Regions from separate parts of the Mus musculus genome. Here region 2 is linked to region 1. A link is a contact called in public HiChIP or PLAC-seq data. All regions are on one chromosome and are shown on one strand. The core of a region is the stretch at or near the end of the contact, and the rest is flanking DNA. Distances in the headings are between cores, read along the strand shown.

What was found. HiChIP or PLAC-seq counts read pairs in DNA pulled down with a chosen protein or histone mark.
Region 2: a contact with region 1 is called in an HNF4G HiChIP or PLAC-seq map of pancreatic cancer cells. The contact joins the promoter of Lta here to the promoter of Cfb in region 1. A contact is called at or near these places in 4 of 39 promoter capture datasets (cranial neural crest, frontonasal cranial neural crest, maxillary cranial neural crest and 1 more), 1 of 115 datasets of contacts at active chromatin or transcription factors (pancreatic cancer cells) and 3 of 9 other capture datasets (adipose tissue, liver and pancreatic islet).

What each region holds. Positions count from the first base shown.
Region 1 is chr17:34,859,759-34,864,204 of GRCm38.p6, forward strand. Cfb (complement factor B) reads right to left here and starts at 2,756. Exons shown (of 18, transcript NM_008198.2): 1 at 2,294-2,756; 2 at 1,973-2,206; 3 at 1,270-1,455; 4 at 1,005-1,178; 5 at 766-867; 6 at 528-664; 7 at 178-316. The coding sequence starts at 2,354. C2 (complement component 2 (within H-2S)) reads right to left here. Exons shown (of 18, transcript NM_013484.2): 13 at 4,287-4,446; 14 at 4,105-4,181; 15 at 3,866-3,957; 16 at 3,587-3,716; 17 at 3,421-3,470; 18 at 2,844-3,273. The coding sequence ends at 3,100.
Region 2 is chr17:35,203,915-35,208,893 of GRCm38.p6, forward strand. It overlaps Lta (lymphotoxin A), which reads right to left and starts at 1,437. Exons shown (of 4, transcript NM_010735.2): 1 at 1,245-1,437; 2 at 644-748; 3 at 461-560; 4 at 1-235. The coding sequence starts at 739. Mir6974 (microRNA 6974) reads right to left here and starts at 643; the gene lies at 561-643.

The sequences.
Region 1 (4,446 bases), core at 1,506-4,005:
ACTTTTGTTATCACCCACTTGCCCTTGACTCTTCCAGCATTCTCCATTGCCCAAGGAGACTTTTCTTCAACCTTTAACCAATAGTAGTCTTGTCTGCTTTCTCCCGAAGAACCCCAAGCTTCTGACTACCACAGCCCCAAGGTGCACCTCCCGGCTTTCCCTTCCCTGATCTCTGACCTTCATAACTGATTTGGTTGAGCTTCTCTGTGACCCAGTCGGCATCGCTACTCCTCTCATCAGACACTCTGACCAACACTTTGGGGACTGTAGCATATGTCAGGAGACCATATCGTGGCCTCACCCCGTAACTCGCCACCTGTTCATGAGCAAGAGGCCATTGTGTTTAAAAAAACAAAAACAAAAACCAGTGTGGTGGGTAGTCAACACTCCTGTTGAGACAGGGAAGAGGCTGGAGGACAGCAGGACCTGGACCCAAAGGATCTGGGGACACAGGAAACCAGTCTTGTAAGGGCAGTGGGGTCCAGATAAGGTCCCCTCATTTCAAAGGGAGGGGAACTCTGATCTACCTTCTCAATCAAGTTGGTGAGGCACCGCTTAGCCCCTGTGAAGTTGCTGCTTCCGATGCTGTCTGATCCATCTAGCACCAGGTAGATATTCATGGAGCCCGAGGGGTCTAGGACAATCTTCCTCTTCTGCTGTTCTCCTAGGTGCCAGCAGAGACTCAGCTTCTGATATGTACAGTACCTGACAGACCACCCATCCTTCCCTGGGCTTCCTGCTCAGTCTCCCTCCTTGTATTCTAACCTGGGCTGTGCCCATCCTCAGCATCGGCTCCTTCGATGGTCTCTGTCAGGGAGGATAGGAATGCTTCGGCCACTTCTTGAGGGCTGTCATACATGAAGGAATCTAGGGATGGTCAGAGAGTAGGTCAGATGATGGAGTACTGAGGACACGCTGACAGGGTGATAGGATTTCAGAACGAGAGACTCTTAGTGTTGAGCCAACAGGGCAAGAGCAGACCCAGGGAGCAGGTCAAGGGTCACCTTGGCAGGAAGGCTCTGTCCCACTCCATGAGCCACCTTCTTGACACTTTCGCTTCTGGGAGCCACGCAGGACAAGTCCCCGGCTGCAGTGGTAAGTAACAATGTCTTCAAGGCGGTATTGGCTACCCACCTTCCTTGTCCCAATAGGAATACCGGGATTGGGACAGTATCCAGCTGCAGAGATATAAGACAATTTGAGGGCCCATGCATTCCCAGGGTGAAGCCCTCCAGCAGAGGGTAAAGTCAGGGGTGACCAGGTTCTCACCTCCATCATCACAAATTGCTGTTTGCCCATCCCACCGGCCATTCTCTTGGCAGGTGCGATTAGCAGAGCCCCGGAGAACGTAACCATCATAGCATTGAAAAGAAATCTGGTCACTCAGGTTGTAGAAGGGGGACCGGGGCCAGAATTCCCCATTTTCAAAGTCCTGCGGTCGTGGGCAGCGTATTGCTTTAGGAAAGACAGGTAAAAGTCACTGAGCGCTGTTTCTAGGTCCTTCCTGGTCTTAGAAATCCTGTGACTGAGAAACAGTACCTGCCTAGTCCCCTCAACCCTACTGTCCCGCCTCTTGTGTTATGGGACTATTTTGTTTGCTCTGAGGCAAGGTCTCATGTAGCCCAGGCTGGCTTCCAACTATGAAGCTGAAGATCGTTAAGCTCCTGCCCCTATGTCCTGAGTGTTAGGGCTGCAGGCACGCACCACACCTGCTTCATGCAGTACTGCTTTGTGCATGGTAGGCAAGCACTCTACCAACTGATCTACATTTCTAGACCCCCTTTCTGGTTTTCTGAGTATTGTTTTCACTGCCCGAGGAAAGCCTCCCATCACACACCTGCAGAGGTGTGCCTGTGCTCAACCAGCCCACGGGTCAGACTGCCAGTCTCATAGCTCTCATCTTACCCAGCACTGAACAGCCTCCACCCCACTCTGCCCAGCTGCCCACTGCCCACATCCCCCAATCTCCAACCTCTGCATTCCGCCTTCTGGACAATCTTTTGGTCTCGGGTCTGCAGGTCGCTCCAGGAGCCTGTGGATCTGCAGGTTCGAGTCTGCACGGGGTATGGGTAGAAGCCAGAGGGACATAGGTACTCCAGGGCCTGACCGCCTTGGAGAAGTTGAAAGGAGCCGCCTTTGATCTCTACTCCCTCCAGAGAGCAGGAGACTTGGGGCCGGGCCTCAAGCACTGGAGTTGCGCTCACACCTGAGGAGAAAGTCTAGTGAAGTCTGGCCCCAGAAGGCCAAAGACAGATGCTGGGGACAAAAAGAGGATGGAATATCCTTTGCTTACCTCCAGAGGAGAAGCCTAAGACCAAGAGGACGAGGCAGAGCTGGGGGCTCTCCATTGTCATGGAAAGCACCAGAGAGTCCAGTGGCCCAAAGCCCTCTCCAGGTCACTCTGGGTGCCTATTTGACCTCCTGTCCAAACTGAAACCCAAATGCTGGATCTGGCTACACCCCTTTCCCACTGTCCCCTAACCTTTTATGCAATCTGCTCTGGCATCTGCAGCCTGGCCAGCCTACCCTGCGCACGCAGCCACTGCTTCCCGGAACATTCATGAAGGAGGGCCCCAGCTGAACTGCCAACTGAGGAAACAGAAACTATGTGAGCCCCACCCTTGACTGACCAAGGGCCAGAACTTCCCTTTCAAAGCTCCCTCTTAGCCCCCAGACCCCTCCTAACAAGCACAGACCACCACCTCCACTACCCCCAATTTAAAAGATCAGTCTTTCCATGGACTGTGTGATGGAGCAAAGTCCATCCACTGTTTGTGCAGCAAGGACTCTGACCTTCCTGGAATCTTCCTGGCCTCCCCACCCCCCAAGACATAAGACAGACAGGATGTGGAAATCATTGATTTTTATTAATTACATAACTGGGAAATTCCGTGTGAAAGCAAAAGGAGCACGGGTCATCCACACTAGAGAGAGACTTGCTTCACAGGTGGCACAGAGGTCCCGGCACAATCCTGGGGATTCCCTAGCTTTTGCCACTGTCTCTGGGCTCCCGGGGCCCAAGATTTATGTATCCAGGAGTGAGAACGCTCAGAGGTATTAGACAGGAAGTTCAGACTAATAAAGGAGTCAGTGACCATGTTAAAGTGGCAGAAAGTCCAGGACACCATCCAGGTGCTGCCTCAGCCAGGGCTGCAGGCGGAAAAGACTAATGTGGAAGTCCCTTGGCAGAACACCACGTGGAGGTTTCTTGCGCAAGTTTTTGTTGGAGGAACCATGACAAGGGTCAAAAAGACCCCAACTCACCAGGCCCACCTGGAGGGAAGAGACAACAGGGTGGAGATAGTGGTGGCCCCACTCTAAGCCTCGACCTCTCTGGTTCCTCTCAAAGGCCTCCCACTTGCCCCCAGCAAGAAGAACTTGTGCCCTGGCAGGGAGGCCCCTCCGGGTCCTGCTTCTCACCTGGAAGAACCTGTATCTCCGTCCAAGGAAAACGGCTCCCCCAGATTCTCCTTCAGGGAAAGAAAAGACAGTATTGTCCAGAACAGTACACTAGCATTTGGAGTGCTTGCTAACCGGTTACAGGGACACCGTAGCCTTCTCCCTGGAAGTCCAGGATCAGACTAACCTTTGCAAGGATTGTCATCTTCCTCCTCCATCCCACTGCATAGGAACTGGTCTGTCACCACCTCGCTAACGTTTGTCAAGCTGGGGAAGATGTTTTTGTTTTGGGAGACAGCCTGGATACACCTTGTCCACTGCGGTGTGGGGCATAGGAGAGAAGAATGAGGACATTCCAGGAGACATTAGGCAGACCTGTAAGGTCCAAGAATCGAGACTCCAGGCAGGGCTGGACATTCTGGGAGCTGCCTCCAGGGTATCCCAGCATCCCTTACTAAGCTCTCACCTCAGGTCCTGTCCTGAGGTTGATGTTGAGTCTGTTCCCATTCAAAGCTACAAAATGTGCAGGAACTTTCTGCTGTGACAGAAGTTCTGTCTCTGCCATTGGGGAGAAGTGGGTGTTGGTACAGATTTCTTTACTCAGCTTGAGGACTGCAGCCCGGTCCCTGCTGGCACTCTGCAAGAACCTGATCCCTGCAAGCTCTGGCTGCAACCCACCAAGAACCTCAAGCCTCCAGCACTCACCATGATCTTTACAGGTACTACCTGGGGATCTCCGCAGAGCCATGTTGGCTCCCACAGTGCAAGGAAGGCAGATGGGTCTGGGGAGAAAGCCAAGTGTCAAACAGGCCCATCCTCAGTATCCCCTCTGGTGCTTTCCAGAGCACCATCCTCTATAGGGTACTCTCCCATCTGGGTTCAGGCACCTGGCATGGGTGGACATTTTCACTTTCCGAGATAGCTTCAGCAAGGCAATGTCATCAGCATAGAACTCTGAGATGCCCTGCTTCCGCTTTGCATGGACATTAAACCCTGGGGCAATTATCACGTCCTCCACAAGAAATTCTTTGCCATGCTGAGAGGTGG
Region 2 (4,979 bases), core at 187-2,686, 340 kb after region 1:
GGCACATGGAAGGGGTATTGGGAGGAAAAGAGCTGGACCTCGTGTGCCAGGTAGATGGGAGTGGGAATGGCCCTGGGGGAGCAGCTTTCTCCAGAGAAAACCACCTGGGAGTAGACAAAGTAGAGGCCACTGGTGGGGATCAGGAGGGAGTTGTTGCTCAAAGAGAAGCCATGTCGGAGAAAGGCACGATCCGTGCTTGCTCTCCAGAGCAGTGAGTTCTGCTTGCTGGGGTACCCTGGGAAGAGGCACAAGACATTGGGGGGCTATCAAGATCAGAGGTCCCCATCCCTGAGGGAGCAGGCACTGGACAAGTGGGATGGTTGGTAGGGAGATGGGAGTGGGGTGCCTGCCCTTAGGGGTAAGAAAAGTTGGTGTGGGGAGATGGGAAGATCGCCTGAGCCCCTGGGCAAGTAGGACAAAAGGCAGGGACTGGACCTCTCCTCTGGAGGCAGAAGTTTACCAACAAGGTGAGCAGCAGGTTTCAGGATGCCATGGGTCAAGTGCTTCTGAGGGAGTGGATGGGCTGTCCTGGCAGCGGAGAAGCGGACACCAGAGAGTCCCTGGGACAGAAGAGAGTGGAGAGGACTCTAGGACTCTGAGTTAGCTAGGCCACCCCAGCACCCCCAATCTCTTGCTGCCTCACCTGGGCCCCTAGAGGCAGGGCCAGCAGCAGCCCCAGGAGGAAGACAGGAGGGGTGCCAAGCACCCTCAAGAGGTGGAGACGGCCGAGCAGTGTCATGTGGAGAACCTGCTGAGAGAGAGAGAGAGAGTGTGTGTGTGTAGCGGAGGCGGGGCACACAGCGGAAGACAGACCTTACCTCCCAGCTGAGACAGCCACCCTGAGAGACAGGGCGACAGACAGAAAAGGGGACAGGCAGGGGAACCCTGAAGTGAGCAGGGATAAGGAGAGACAGAGGGGAAGAGGAAAGCTCCACCATAGAATCAGACAATGGCTAACAGAGGCAGAGAGAGAGAAAGAGAGAGAGAGAGAGAGAGAGAGAGGGAGAGAGAGAGAGAGAGAGAGAGAGAGAGAGAGAGAGAGAGAGAGAGAGAGAGAGAGAGACTGATAAGGCCGCCACAGGAACAGACCAAAAATCAAAGCCACGACAGGAGGACCAGACCCATTAAGGCTGGGGATCCAGGCAGGTTGTATAGAAAAGGCTGTGGCTCAAGAAAGGAGGTAGGATCCTGAGGGATGCCTGATACCAGGGTAAGCCCAAGGAGACAGGGTAGGAGAGGCTCACCTGCTGTGCGGGGTCCTGGGCGCTGGCGCTCGGGTCCCTTTATAGAGGAAGCGGCAGTGTGGCAGGCAGCGGGCGGGTTCTAGGTCGGGGCTGGGGCTTGGGGAAGCCCCCAGGGCTTAGAAGATGCTGCTGTTTCAGTCGAAGGCAGGAAAGGCTGGGGCCTAGGAGAGAACCGCAGGCTAAGGGCTTAGACTACTGCGTTCTGGGAAAGGGAGTCGGGTCCGGGGAACTGTGGGCCGCAGGGACTAGCAGGGAGCTGGGTCAGGCCCAGGAGTTCCAGTGAACGGCCGAGCAATTCGTGGAGAGGGTGCAGCTGGGCTGTGACTGGAAGCCTGGTTCCCTGAAGAGTGATGGTTTATATCACTTCTGCACCCTTGACTGCTCACAGGCTTCTCTGCACATTTCCCTCTCTGTCGATCATGGTCATGTCTGGAGGGCTCCGAAGCCACATGTGGTTAGCGGCACCTTTGTTTTTTCAGGTTCGAACCCAGGGCTCTGGATGCTTGACATGCCTGCCGCCCCTTCAGGCCTATTTCCTCTCTTGTCTTTGGGGGTTCAAGTCACAGTTATTCCAATATATCTGTATTTTCTGGTCATCTGCCAGTTTTTTTTTTTTTTTTTTTTTTTTTTTGCTTTTTTCGAGACAGGGTTTCTCTGTGTAGCCCTGGCTGTCCTGAAACTCACTCTGTAGACCAGGCTGGCCTAGAACTCAGAAATCCGCCTGCCTCTGCCTCCCAAGTGCTGGGATTAAAGGTGTGTGCCACCACTGCCCAGCTTTTTTTTTTTTTTCTGCCAGTTTCATCTGCCAGTTTCATGTCAAGAAGTTCCATTACAGTGCCCTCTCCCCAAATCTGGGGCATCCTGGTGTGTAACAATCTTAACTGTGTCCCCTTACTCTCTGGAGCGGCAGTTCTCAACCTGTGGGCAAGGTCCCTTTGGCAAACCTCTATTTAAAACAAATATTTACATTATGATTCATAATAGCAGCGAAATTACAGTTATGAAATAGCAACGAAAATAATTGTATGGTTGGGGTCACCACAACATGAGGAACTGTATTAAAGGGTCATGGAGTTAGGAAGGTTGAGAACCCTGTCCTAGAATGTTCCAGGTCTGGAAGATGATTTGGGGGTATTCTCTTAGAACCCCAAGATCATGTAACCCCAAATGTACACCCCAGGCTTCCAATGCTCTGTACAGAGGGAGCTTCAGAATTCTACACAGGTGAAGGCAGTTTTTTGTTTGTTTGTTTGTTTGTTTTTCGAGACAGGGTTTCTCTGTATAGCCCTGGCTGTCCTGGAACTCACTTTGTAGACCAGGCTGGCCCCAAACTCAGAAATCCGTCTGCCTCTGCCTCCCAAGTGCTGGGATTAAAGGTGTGTGCTACCACTGCCCAACAAAGGACATCTGAGCAGTGCTTCTCTATTGGAAGGCCTGGGACACAGCTCAGGTAGCTGCTTGCAGGCATGTGTGAGCCCCTGAGTCCATCCCCACATTCCCAGCAGTCACATTGATGATTTCTGTCTTAAGACAAAATTTTAAAATATTGTTTTGAGGATTGGAGAAATGGCTTAGGGTTCTGAGCACTAGATGTTCTTCCAGAGGACCAGTGTTAATTCCCAGCATCTGCATGTTGGCTTATTACATCTGTCCTTGCAGTTTGTGGGGATGTGACATCCTCTTCTGGCCTTTGCAGGCACTATACTCAAATGGTGCTGAGACATACATGCAGGCAAAAATCCTATACACACAGCAGAACATTTAAAAACATATCTATTTATGTGAGTACATACAAGTGCCACAGGCCACATGTGGAGGTCAGAGTACAGCTCTTTTTTTTCTTAATATATAATTCATTTTTATTTCATGTAAATTGGTGTTTTGCCTGCTTGTATGCCTGTATGAGGATGTCAGCTCTCCTGGAACAGGAGTTATAGACAGTTGTAAGCTGCTGTATGGGTTCTGGGAACTGAACTCAGGCCATTAGGTAAAGCCAGTAAGCACCTTTGCCCACTGAGCCATCTTGCTGGCCCAACTTCCTTCTCTTTCTTTCTTTCTTTCTTTCTTTCTTTCTTTCTTTCTTTCTTTCTTTCTTTCCTTCCTTCCTTCCTTCCTTCCTTCCTTCCTTCCTTCCTTCCCCCCCCCCTCTCTTTCTTTTTGTTTTTCAAGACAGGGTTTCTCTGTGTAGCCCTGGTTGTCCTGGAACTCACTTTTTAGACCAGGCTGGCCTTGAAACTCAGAAATCCGCCTGCCTCTGCCTCCCAAGTGCTGGGATTAAAGGCATACACCACCATTGCCTGGCTCTTTTTCTTCTTATTATTATTATTATCAAAGTGTTTGATTTTTTTTCAAAATTTACTCTTTAAAGTTATTTTATTATTATATTTTATATATTACTTATACACACATATATACATATACATGTATACATACATATACATAGAGACAGGCTCTCACTATGTAGCCCTAGCTGCCCTGGAACTCAATATGTGCATCAGGATGGCCTTGAACTCACAGAAATCACCTACTTCAACCTTCCAAGTGCTGGGATTAATGGTGTGTGCACCGAATGTCATCCATCTATCAAGCTTTCTTATACAACCCAGGATCCCCTGTGCAGAGGACGGTGCCACTCATGGTGGTCTTGGGCCTCCTACATCAATTAACACCCCCCCTCCCCGCCTCCCAAACACATACAGCCTGGGCAATCCCTCAGCTGAGACTCCTTTTCAGGTGACTCTAGACTGTCTTAAGTGGATAGCCAAAGTCACAAGGATACTCCTGATGGCTGTTAGGTTGGTCTAGTTTCTGTCTGAGAAACACTGAGTAGGAAACTCCTGTTCGGAACCAGTTTTCTCTCAGCTTGTAAGTTACAGCTCTCAAAAAGCAAAGTTTTTGAAGATGATTTATTATTTATTTTTTGCTCGTTTTTTTTTTTAAGATGGAGATAGATGACAACAGCTGGCCACCTCAGATGTCACCGCTGTTGCCACATGGCATCAGTCAGACTATTGTAGCAGGCTGCAGCTGGTGATGGTGGCAGTCAGGCTGGCCACTGGGCACACTGCTGTTCTCAGGCCCAAACAATTGAGAGGGAAGAGAAGCAGGTCCTGTCTGCTCAGCTCTCATGACGCTCTGATTGGCAGTCCTTCCTCCTCCTTGGGATGGGGCAGGACCCTACAGGATGAGGCCTCTGACTTAGGACTAGAAATTTTTGTTAGGAGAAGTTCTTACACCAAAGGTGGGGGAAGGGCAATACTATTAGGTCATGGAAAAAAAGGAGGATTCTAGTCTCCAGGACCCTGGTTGGAAAAGAGGAATTCCAGTTTCGATGGCTTGCCTTGGGGGAAGATGTGGGTAGGACCGAAGGCTGGAAAGGCACAGAAGTGCTTCTTCTCACGTCTTAGGCTGTCACTCATTCTGAAGTGTCCAGCTACTCAGGCCCCATCCTTCAGGGATGTGAGCTGTGAACTCGGTAGTTCTCATCCAGTCTCTTCCTCTGCATCCCACAAACACTTGTGCACCTGGAACAAGGAATCAGGGAGACAGCTCCAAGAGATAAATCCTTGACTTTGGGGATCTCAAGTTTAGTGGAGTGTGATCGAGTTTCATGACCTTGGCAAGGCAGTCCTCAGGAAATCCGTGGAACCTGGGGGCATTTATAGTGGAGATAAGAAATGTAGAGAGCTGGACATTGGTGGCGCATGCCTTTAATCCCAGCACTTGGGAGGCAGA